Linked DNA regions of Mus musculus: region 1 is linked to region 2. A link is a contact called in public promoter capture Hi-C data. All regions are on one chromosome and are shown on one strand. The core of a region is the stretch at or near the end of the contact, and the rest is flanking DNA. Distances in the headings are between cores, read along the strand shown. Region 1 holds the start of Ubac2 (ubiquitin associated domain containing 2). Region 2 overlaps Uggt2 (UDP-glucose glycoprotein glucosyltransferase 2).

Region 1 (4,801 bases), core at 2,149-4,648, 2.9 Mb before region 2:
CTCTCCCCATCATCAACAAGACCTTATTTAATTCTTTATAGCTTTGGCCTCTTGTCCTTGTCCTCCATGCTGAGCCCGTTGGGCCTGACAGCCCCTCATCTCTCAAACAACCAGTTCAAATACTACTCCTTGCACCAGCAAATCACTTTAAAAACCAAGTCTCTCCCCCACTGTGCTTAGCACAGCTGCCCTTCTCCACCCCCACCCCACCCCACCCCACCCCCGCCCCTTGACACTGAATTGCTTGCGAACTAACTAGACCTGGGATATGTTAAACATGGTAATTAGTGCTTATTGGGTGCATCATACAAAGCAAATATTCTGTGCTATGAGTAATGAGAATTCTTACTAATAAAATGGTTACATGTATTATTTAGTGACAGGGTTAGTCTACATGTGAGAATTTAAACTACATTATGCACACTATCTACAAGCACTTTTACCCAATCCTAACTGACACAGAACAAAACAGTGGCAAAGAAATAATCACAAGCGCCCTTTCCCCTGGTTCACTGCCCTAGCAGCGCACGCCTCCTGCAGAACCTTGCACACATCCTGCTGCACTGCACCTTCTGTCTTTGTGCATGCTGCTTCCTTTCTTCAAAACAACTTTCTGAAGGAACCGTACGTAGCATGCCTGGCTCCTTCATTTCTCAGGCTTTTCCCGCAAACACACAGCAGCCCTCTACCAGGACCACCATCCACTACACGTGACAGTACTGAAGAGCACTTTGATTACTGACTGGCCTGTTTGATGCTAGACTCCTTTACTCTGTTTACCACATTACTGTCTATGTAAACCATGCAGGGCTTCAGGAGGTCCTCAACTGAATGAACGGGAGGGGAGCGAAGTGTTAGCACTAAAGCACCTTTATCTCCTGATCACAAATGTCAGATGGGCAGGCAGGTGCGGGAAATGGCCAGAAAGATGGCTAGTCACAGCCTCTAGGCAGAGATGTATCAATCACCCCTCTGAGGGTGCTTGCTTCTTCCTCAGGATCAGACCTTTGACCTAACCACGGAGCCACACAGCTGCCTACCTAAAAGGACATCACTCAGCGGAGTAGCTATGTAGGAGAAAACACTGAAGCAAGAAAAGTCATTACAAGCCGGGAGGTGGTGGCGCACGCCTTTAATCACAGAACTTGGGAGGCAGAGGCAGGTGGATCTCTTGAGTTTGAGGCCAGCCTGGTCTACAGAGTGAGTTCCAGGACAGCCAGGGCTACACAGAGAAACCCTGTCTTGAAAAAAAAAGAAAAAGAAAACAAAACAAAACAAAAGGAAAGAAAAAGAAAAAGTCATTACATTCAGGAACGGCCAAATGACTGATCTAGGGAGAACCACCACTAAGCTCTATTGTCAAAATCAGAAACATTGAACCTAAGACTTGCCTAACACCGTGTTTCCAAAACCAAACAGTTCACAGGTCCTGGATGCTTGTCAAATGCACACCTAAAGCATGACCTAAGCCATCCCAGTAACTCCTCCGCTCTGAACACCGGCTCGAGGGAGCTCAAGAGGGACCTATAACCTCAGCTTTCCCTAGGCTACAGTTGGCCCTGAGAACACACCTGTTCAACACGCACCCATGCCAGCTATAACAAATGATTACCTTTCTTAAAGCTGTGCTACAAATGCGACTACAACCTAATCCATACTGTGCTGCCCTCGATCAGATTTCTCCCGTGTGCATATGTGTGCGCACGTGTGTGTGCACGTGTATACCTGTGTGCATGCTGATATTGGGATGTCTTTCTGAATCACTCCACTTTTTTTGACACAGTAAACTGGCTGGCCAGCAAAGCCCTGGGGAATCTCCTGCCTCCACCTCTCACTGGTGAGTTATAGACACACACTGCATGCCTTAGCTTTTACATGGGTATTGAGAATTAGAACTCAGATATTCATGCCTGCAGGACAAGCTTCATAACCACTGAGCCATGTCCCCAGACTGTCACTTTTTAACTTTTACATGTTTGGTACAAAAGGGTGCCTCAAGATGCTGAGAACAACTAAAATCGAAGAAATCTGCTGTTGACAGATCCACCCACATAGTGTAACCCTAGGAAAGCCACACTACCTTATTCATCCAAACAGTAGTTTGAAGACCAACTCACTAGTAGTTCTGATGGATTCTGGGGCCAATACGTCAACGTTTCCATAACTTAAATTAGGTACTAAATATGGAGATCATAAACAACATTAAACCTACTTCAAAGCCTGAGATTACGGTGAGAGGTGAGGACGACTTTAAATTATGTCGCTGGCTCTGACAGTCAGCTCTCAGACTATGTAACAGGAGTGTTCTTTGAAAGGCTCATGACGTTCACAACAGAATGTACCATCTGGAGATGCCAGGCACTTCTGTGCTCTAGCAACATTAACTTCACACGCAGAGATGGGAAATACCGACAGAGAAAGAAACTGCGAACTGCGGCTTGTTCAAACAGTTTGCTGTTAGTGTATCAATGCCTAATCTCAACACTGTTTAGTTAAGAGTCCACTCTCTAAAGTCAACTCAACATAATGTCGTGGGGGGGGGGGGTGCCTGGAGGTTGAATAAACTTCTCCGCCCTCTACCTGCTGACCACCGCAGACACTCCTGGAGAGTGCAGCGGCATCCAGAAGCAAAGCTTGCATTCTCTTGCCAAGTGACTTCCTAACTTCACTGAAAAGCGCTCACTTTTTCAGCTCGCAAAAACTCTTCAAGGACAACGGGTAAGATGTACGTGGAAGTTAATATTGAGGGGGCAGATTCTGGAGCGGAGGATGAAATTCACACGTTCCAGGAATCAGGTGGGTCCCAAAGAAGCCTGTATGAATGAAGGGGGAGAGGGAACCGAGCAGGGTTCCAGCGTCGCCCCCACGGGAACATCTTCCAGCCCCGCACTCGAGTCGCCAAGTGCGTGCGTGGGCCCGGGCCACGAGATGAGCGGGGCACCCGGCTGGACCCTAACTGCCCAGCCCACCTGCAGCAGGGCAGGAGCTGCTGCGCACCTTGTGGGAGACGCCGGGAGCGGAATGGACGTGGCACCCCCTCGGCCCTCGGGGCTATGGTGGGTGCGGCGCCCGCTGCCCCCTAAGAGCAAGAACTGACAAGGCTCGGGCGCGGGAGGCAAGGGGCCCCCAGCCTCCTGCAACCCCGAGTCCCCCGCTGCCCCGAGCCGGGTCCGGGAAGAGCTCGGAATGGAGCGAAGGGCGGCCCAAGGATGAGGGAACCGGTACTCACAAAGCCCACTGGAGCCGGTGCTGGTGAACATGGTCCCGCCGGGCCCGGAGCCCCCGCGGGGCGTCAGGGGGAGGGGAGGCAGAGGTGGAGAGCCCCCAGCGACCGCGCAGGCGCACTGTCAACCAGCGAGCGAAGTCGGCCCGGCGAGGCGCTCCGGAGCCGCCAGGAAGAAGGCGCATGCGCAGCCCGTGGGGCGTGCACACTCGGCCAGAGCCCGCCCCTTCCTTCCCAGAGAGGAAGTGCGTAGGTGCGGGCGAGCCGGATGGTAGCTGCTTCCGGTAGTTCGGGGCGGGTTTGGCGCATGCCAGAATTCCCAGTACAGAACCTTACGGCGTGAAGCGCCGTGAGCGAGCCGGTTCTTCCGCCACAGAACACCAGGCCTTTCTCGAGACCTCTGACCTTTCACTGGGCGAGACGGCCGCGAGTCCCACGCATGCTCAGTACTTCCGTGTGGGCCTTGGCGCTCAGTGAACAGTCTGCTTCCGGTGACCCACCAAGCACCTGGGGTTGCTGGGGTGAGGGTGGACAAGACGGCTAGTAGAAGAAAAAGTTTTAAAAATACACTTAGCTTTCTGTTCCGGGCAGTGGTGGCGCACGCCTTTAATCCCAGCACTTGGGAGGTTGAGTTCGAGGCCAGCCAGGTCTTAGAGAGTGAGTTCCAGGACAGCCAGGGCTTGGGGGGGGGGGGGGGGACTGTATGTTCATCCAGTTGAGTTATTTCGCAGGAAAATTATTTCCTTATGATCTTCGCAGAAGCTGATTCCCACAAAATCTGTAGCCCACTTAAGACTGGTTCTCAAACTATGGGGTCCCTGGGAGCACTGAAGGGTGTTCAGAAGACCCGGCCGATTTTTGTAGTAATGCTAAAACGTGTATTTTTCCTTTCCCGTTCTTTTTCATCCATGAGTAGTAAGGTTTTCCAATTAACCAGCGCCTGATAAACCAACTGGAACTGCAGGACGACCAAGTGCGTGTTAAGGCAGATCCCCAGTTGCAAGTAATCTAGAAGCCACCATTTAAACTTTGACATTTTATGGAGGGAAAAATGCCATTTAATCTAAGTGCTTGCTTTTCTAATTCCAGACCTACTCTGGGTGAGCTTTTCTTCATATACTTCATCCAAAACATCACAACAAACTAAAAAGAGAGAAGTGCGCAGGGAATCCCCACAGGGTATTGAGCCAGGCATTAAAAGCATTCTTCCTTAAAATGGTTTGCCTAGGAAAGTACCCGGTGTCAAAACTGAATGGTTGAATTTGGACATTTTTGCCTGATTCATCTAAGAAATGGCCCTATAGTGGTTAAATACATAGAAACGAGGGGGATAGTGTAGATTTAAGGAAAGCTTCAAAGTCACATTATGTCTCTTAAATTACTGTTTTGAAATTTAATCCTGTCTACTTAAGTCCTATATATTATAGATAGTAACCACTTATGGTAAACTAATATAAACTATAAAAGGTTATTATCTAATCAGGGTTAGAGAGGAAGAAATGAAGTAAATTCCTCATTCCGTTGAACATTAGTATGTTTGGAAGATCTGAAATCTGAAAAGATAGAAAGCTGTGAGAT
Region 2 (4,858 bases), core at 2,021-4,520:
GAAATAGTTTTCCCCCTCGAATTCTGATCATGGTTCCCCTCCTTCTACTCCTCCCACTATCACCCCTCCTCCTGTCCCATCTGACCTACTCCATTTCTGTCTCTCATTAGAAAACAAACAGGCTTCTGAGGGAAAATAAAATAAGGTAAAACAAAAACTAACTCACAGGAACTGGACAAAACCAACAGCCAGGCAGAGAGCCCAAGAGCAGTCACAAGGAACAGTTTGGTGACACACACAGGCGCCCATAAAGGCAGTAAACTGGAAGCCATAACATATGCACAGAGACACACGCAGGCTGTGTGTGCTGCCGCTGCCTCTGTGAGCTCACAGGCGCTCTGCTCGTGTTGATTCGAAGGCCTGCTTTCTTAGTGTCCTCCATCCTCTCTGGCTCTGACACTCTTTCTTTTCTTTTCAGACAAGTTCTCTCACTCACTGAGTGGCAAAGGCAGGCCTTGAACTCATGGCCTAAGCAGTCACTTTAAACAACAAAAAGAAAAGTGTGTGTGAAGAAAGAGTGTGTGCCACAGGTGTGCAGTGTACTCAGCGGGCAGTGAGGGAGTCAGATTCCGAGAGGCTGGAGTTAGGGGTGATTGTAAGCTGTGCAGTGTGGAAGCTGAACTTACACTCTAGAAAAGCAGGGCTGCCAGCAGCCCACCAGTAGTAACTTTAGTGTGAGGTACAACTGTGTCATGTACAAAGTCAGTGTCACACAGCCATGTCAGTGTCACACACCCATCCATCAGTCCAATGGGCCTGCTCTGCTGCCGCTCACCTTGTTTTCTGAGATGGTTGCTTACTGAGTGCAACCATCCATTAACACTGTGTGCTAGACTTGCCAGCACCAAGTCCCCAGGATTCTGCTTTCCTCTGCCTAGCCCTGGGATCCCATCGCTTGACCTGGGCAGGGTTCCACAGAGCAGGCCCTGTGCTCAGTGAATCTTTTTCTGGACCTCTGCAGGCATGTTACATAGTGTTTTAGAGGTGCATGCTTCATGACCAACATCCACACTCCTACTGGAAACCCAGAAACCCTGTTGTCCATGACTGACACTTCTGCTTAATGTATTGTTGCTTCCCACACTATTGGTCATTTAAGATCCAGCACACGAGGTATGAACATGGCAGGCTGTACTTCATTCTTGATTCTCAAAAGAACTCTTAGAAGTCACAAAACTTTATGTAACTATGGAAAATGGAAAAAGTTTAATTTCATTCCATGTCTACAAAAGCTCACAGAGCTCAAATGATACCCCCAACATTTAACATACTATAATATAAATATCTCACAACTGTCAGCACAGATGGCTATTCAATGTAATGGTGTTTTGATGCATATTATTTACATGTTACAGTTATAATATATACTAATAAATGCTAATAATTCACTGTCATGTATTTCTATTACAAGCTTCACAAAAAGTCTGCATAAAGATGAGAAAAAGGAAAATGACATCCTGAACATTTTTTCAGTTGCTTCTGGCCATTTATATGAGCGTTTTCTAAGGTAGGTGAGAAGGTTCTCATAGTTTCAGAAAGTTACACATTTACACAGATCGGAATTCAGCAAAATGAAAGAATGAACCTCAAAAGGAAATAAACTTTTTTTCCCGTTTCTGCCAAAGTATTAGCTTATTTTCATACCCGCCATTATTATTATTTATTATTATTATTATTTATATTCTCTGCCAAAGGCCCCTGGAGGAGCAAATCCACTGGGTTTGTGCGTTCTTCTTGCCTAAATGTTAACAAGGTATACACCAGTGAGCAGCTTGCTTTTTACATGTAAGTTTTAAAATACATTTAAATTTTATTAATTTGATTTGATTTAGAATAGTTTTAATTAATGTTAGAAATGCGTTGAATTTAACAAGATAATGAGAAAAAATATATATTGTAAATTTTCCTTTCCCATGAAGGAATATCATATTTGGAAAAAGAACGAAGTCAGTGGAGAAGAAGAAGATGGTATTCAGAATTTAAAGAATATTTTTAAGAGTTTATATAAAGGACCACAAAGAATGCCTCAGAGATATTTCAGTTCTGATCCTGGTGCTTTAGAGAGCACTTTCAGGGGCGCGCCTCTCTCCTTCACTGAAAGGCCTGGGTAAAGCAACCACATGGCAGAGTCCCAGAATGCACCAGTCCCTTCTCTTCTGAAAGCCTTGTATTGATCACACAGTGGCTCTGTGATATTTGCACCCTTACATCCTTATGCACTGCCTATTGTCACAGCCATAATGTCTGAAGGTGTTTTAGTTTACCTCTACATATTTCACAATGTGTATTCATAAGTCATCATTTAAAGGCCTCTGAATATAAGTTACCCTGTATTTGTCTCCATGTCCTTTGACTTAGGATTATGATGCTTTCTGTTCTGCGGAACACCGAAACTCCCGTGAAGTTCTGGTTTCTGAAGAATTACCTCTCGCCAACATTTAAAGTAAGCACATGGCTATTTTACAATGTGGCTAAAGCTTGATACTAATTTCTTTGTTACCATTGTAATCTCTGAAAACATTTCCCTTTTCAATGTGAGGTTTTTAAATGTGTATTTGCCAAATAGGGCATGGGAGTGGAAAACACATGGACTGAGATGACACAATACAGGATCCGTCCTAGCAGATGCTATCACTAATTAGAAAAACCATTCTCTGGATAAAAACCTTGCAGCACTTCATGGCAAAAGTAATGCCTCTTCAAAACGGGGTTTTCCTTTCTGGTTTGCTTTTTCTCTCTGTTTCTTCTTCGTACGGTGCTTTCGTGCATAACATAAACACTGGTGAGTGCGCAGGTGTAAGCCTGTAGCTTTGCTCTGTTCACAGTAGCCAGGCCCTCCCTCCAGCCAGAAGGTCATTGGCCTAACTACCTGTCTGTCTCAGTTCCTGAGGAGTCTGTTTGGGGAAGCAAGGCAGCAAGCAGTGGGCGTGAGCTGGAGCAGGAGGCTGAGCCACAAGCTTGAAGCAGTCTTTCAACACTCTCAAAGCCCGCCTCCAGTGACGTACTTCCTCCAACAGACACGTCTGCTGCCGCTCCCTCCCCTTCCTCCTTCACACACTCCCTTTCAGCTTGGGAACAAGTTTATTAGAATAGTATTTAAGCAGTTTTCAGTTTCTTTATAATGATTTATAGTAAGCTTCTTCTAAAATGTATTGTTTGATTTGTTATATGTGTCTAGGAGGTAATTCCTCACATGGCTAAGGAATATGGATTCCAGTATGAGCTTGTGCAGTATAAGTGGCCCCACTGGCTTCATCAACAGACTGACAAGCAGCGAATCATTTGGGGTTACAAAATCCTTTTCCTTGATGTCCTTTTCCCACTGGCTGTGGACAAAGTCATATTTGTTGATGCTGACCAGGTAACAAGAGCGATTACTTTTTACTAAAGCTTGCTTTGCATCTAACTGAACATGAACATGAGGATTTGCATTGCTCATTGATTGTCACTGTTAGTTTTTAGACATACACGACACGACATTTTTTATATCCACTAAGAACCTGGAGTTTAAAAACACACTAGCAGAGCGTGCGCAGACGGGAAAGTGTGACAAGAAGTACCGTCTGCGTACAACATGGCAGTTCCTATCTGAAACAGCCATTATTATTATTGTATAATTTGGCAAGTAAAACTAAGACATGTGTACATTATTCGTTATAAAAACAGTTCCATGCACCTGCGCGGGTACGCACGGGTTCCGCGCACCTGCGCGGGCACGCACGGGTTCCGCGCACCTGCGCGGGCACGCACGGGTTCCGCGCACCTGCGCGGGCACGCACGGGTTCCGCGCACCTGCGCGGGCACGCACGGGTTCCGCGCACCTGCGCGGGTATGCACAGGTTCCATGCACCTGCGTGGGTATGCACGGGTTCCGCGCACCTGCGCGGGTATGCACGGGTTTTCCTCTAGCTGCTGACTTGCTGGGAAGGTTAGCGGTGAGTGGTGAGTGTGGCCCTTCTCTCCTGCGTCCACCATCAACAGTGAAACCATCAAGTTTCCATCTGTCCATGACTTACTTAGGAAAGGCTCTAAATTTAGCTGGAGATAATGAAAAGCCACCTTCATTTCCAAATCTGTATGTATAGAATTATTAGCTCATTTCAGGATATTTGTCATCAGTAATCATGAAAATATTTGACAAGTGTACAGAATTTCTAATGCAGGAATACTTAAGTGTTCGTGTATATAAAGTGAATTCACAGGATATAAACGACATATCAAGGACAAAGGTGTATTTTCAGGTTTTATATTAGAATTTGCTGATAAGCATGGAGTGGAGATGGGGGCAGCTTTTTTTCTAAGTCCAGCACTGCAGAGAGTGAGGCAGGAGGATGAGGAGCTCAGTGCAGAAGCACGAATGAGGCCACCTGGAAACAAAAGCCAACCGGGAGGAAAAGACGGCAGAGAAGAGAGCAGGGCCCTTGCCTGGGTGAAGTCTAAGCCACTGCCGTCTGAGCTCTGAGGCCAGAGACTATTTATCACCTCATTGTAGAACAGCAGGGGACTAAATGCAAAAATTTATTGCTGGGCTCCTTACTCTGGTGAGTCAGCAGCCAGAAGCCTCTCTGGCTAAGCTGGTTAACTCTTTGTGAACCACAGAGGAAGGAAAGGAAAAGAATTAAGATGCTGGGGCTGGTGAGATGGCTCAGTGGGTAAGAGCACCCGACTGCTCTTCCGAAGGTCAGGAGTTCAAATCCCAGCAACCACATGGTGGCTCACAACCATCTGTAACAAGATCTGACTCCCTCTTCTGGAGTGTCTGAAGACAGCTACAGTGTACTTACATTAATAAAATAAATAAATCTTTAAAAAAAAAAAAGAATTAAGATGCTGTATACAGGCAAATGTACACAGACGC

The links. Promoter capture Hi-C pulls out the DNA fragments that hold promoters and counts their contacts.
Region 1: a contact with region 2 is called in a promoter capture Hi-C map of pre-B cells, with 5 times the contacts expected there. The contact joins the promoter of Ubac2 here to the enhancer-like site in region 2. A contact is called at or near these places in 6 of 39 promoter capture datasets (fetal liver, hematopoietic stem and progenitor cells, hippocampal neurons and 3 more) and 1 of 115 datasets of contacts at active chromatin or transcription factors (astrocytes).

What each region holds. Positions count from the first base shown.
Region 1 is chr14:121,877,203-121,882,003 of GRCm38.p6, reverse strand. Ubac2 (ubiquitin associated domain containing 2) reads right to left here and starts at 3,398. Exons shown (of 9, transcript NM_026861.2): 1 at 3,230-3,398. The coding sequence starts at 3,260. 1810041H14Rik (RIKEN cDNA 1810041H14 gene) reads left to right here and starts at 2,596. Exons shown (of 2, transcript NR_130999.1): 1 at 2,596-2,796.
Region 2 is chr14:119,005,648-119,010,505 of GRCm38.p6, reverse strand. Uggt2 (UDP-glucose glycoprotein glucosyltransferase 2) reads left to right here. Exons shown (of 39, transcript NM_001081252.2): 32 at 1,412-1,507; 33 at 2,359-2,443; 34 at 3,179-3,361. Among named protein-coding and RNA genes, the nearest start is that of Dnajc3, 70 kb to the right of the region's middle. Within about 2 kb of position 3,270, at least 375 of the 459 cell types and tissues checked have an H3K27ac peak or open chromatin away from gene starts, as enhancers often do. A contact at or near this core is called in astrocytes, fetal liver, hematopoietic stem and progenitor cells and 3 more, where this site is marked.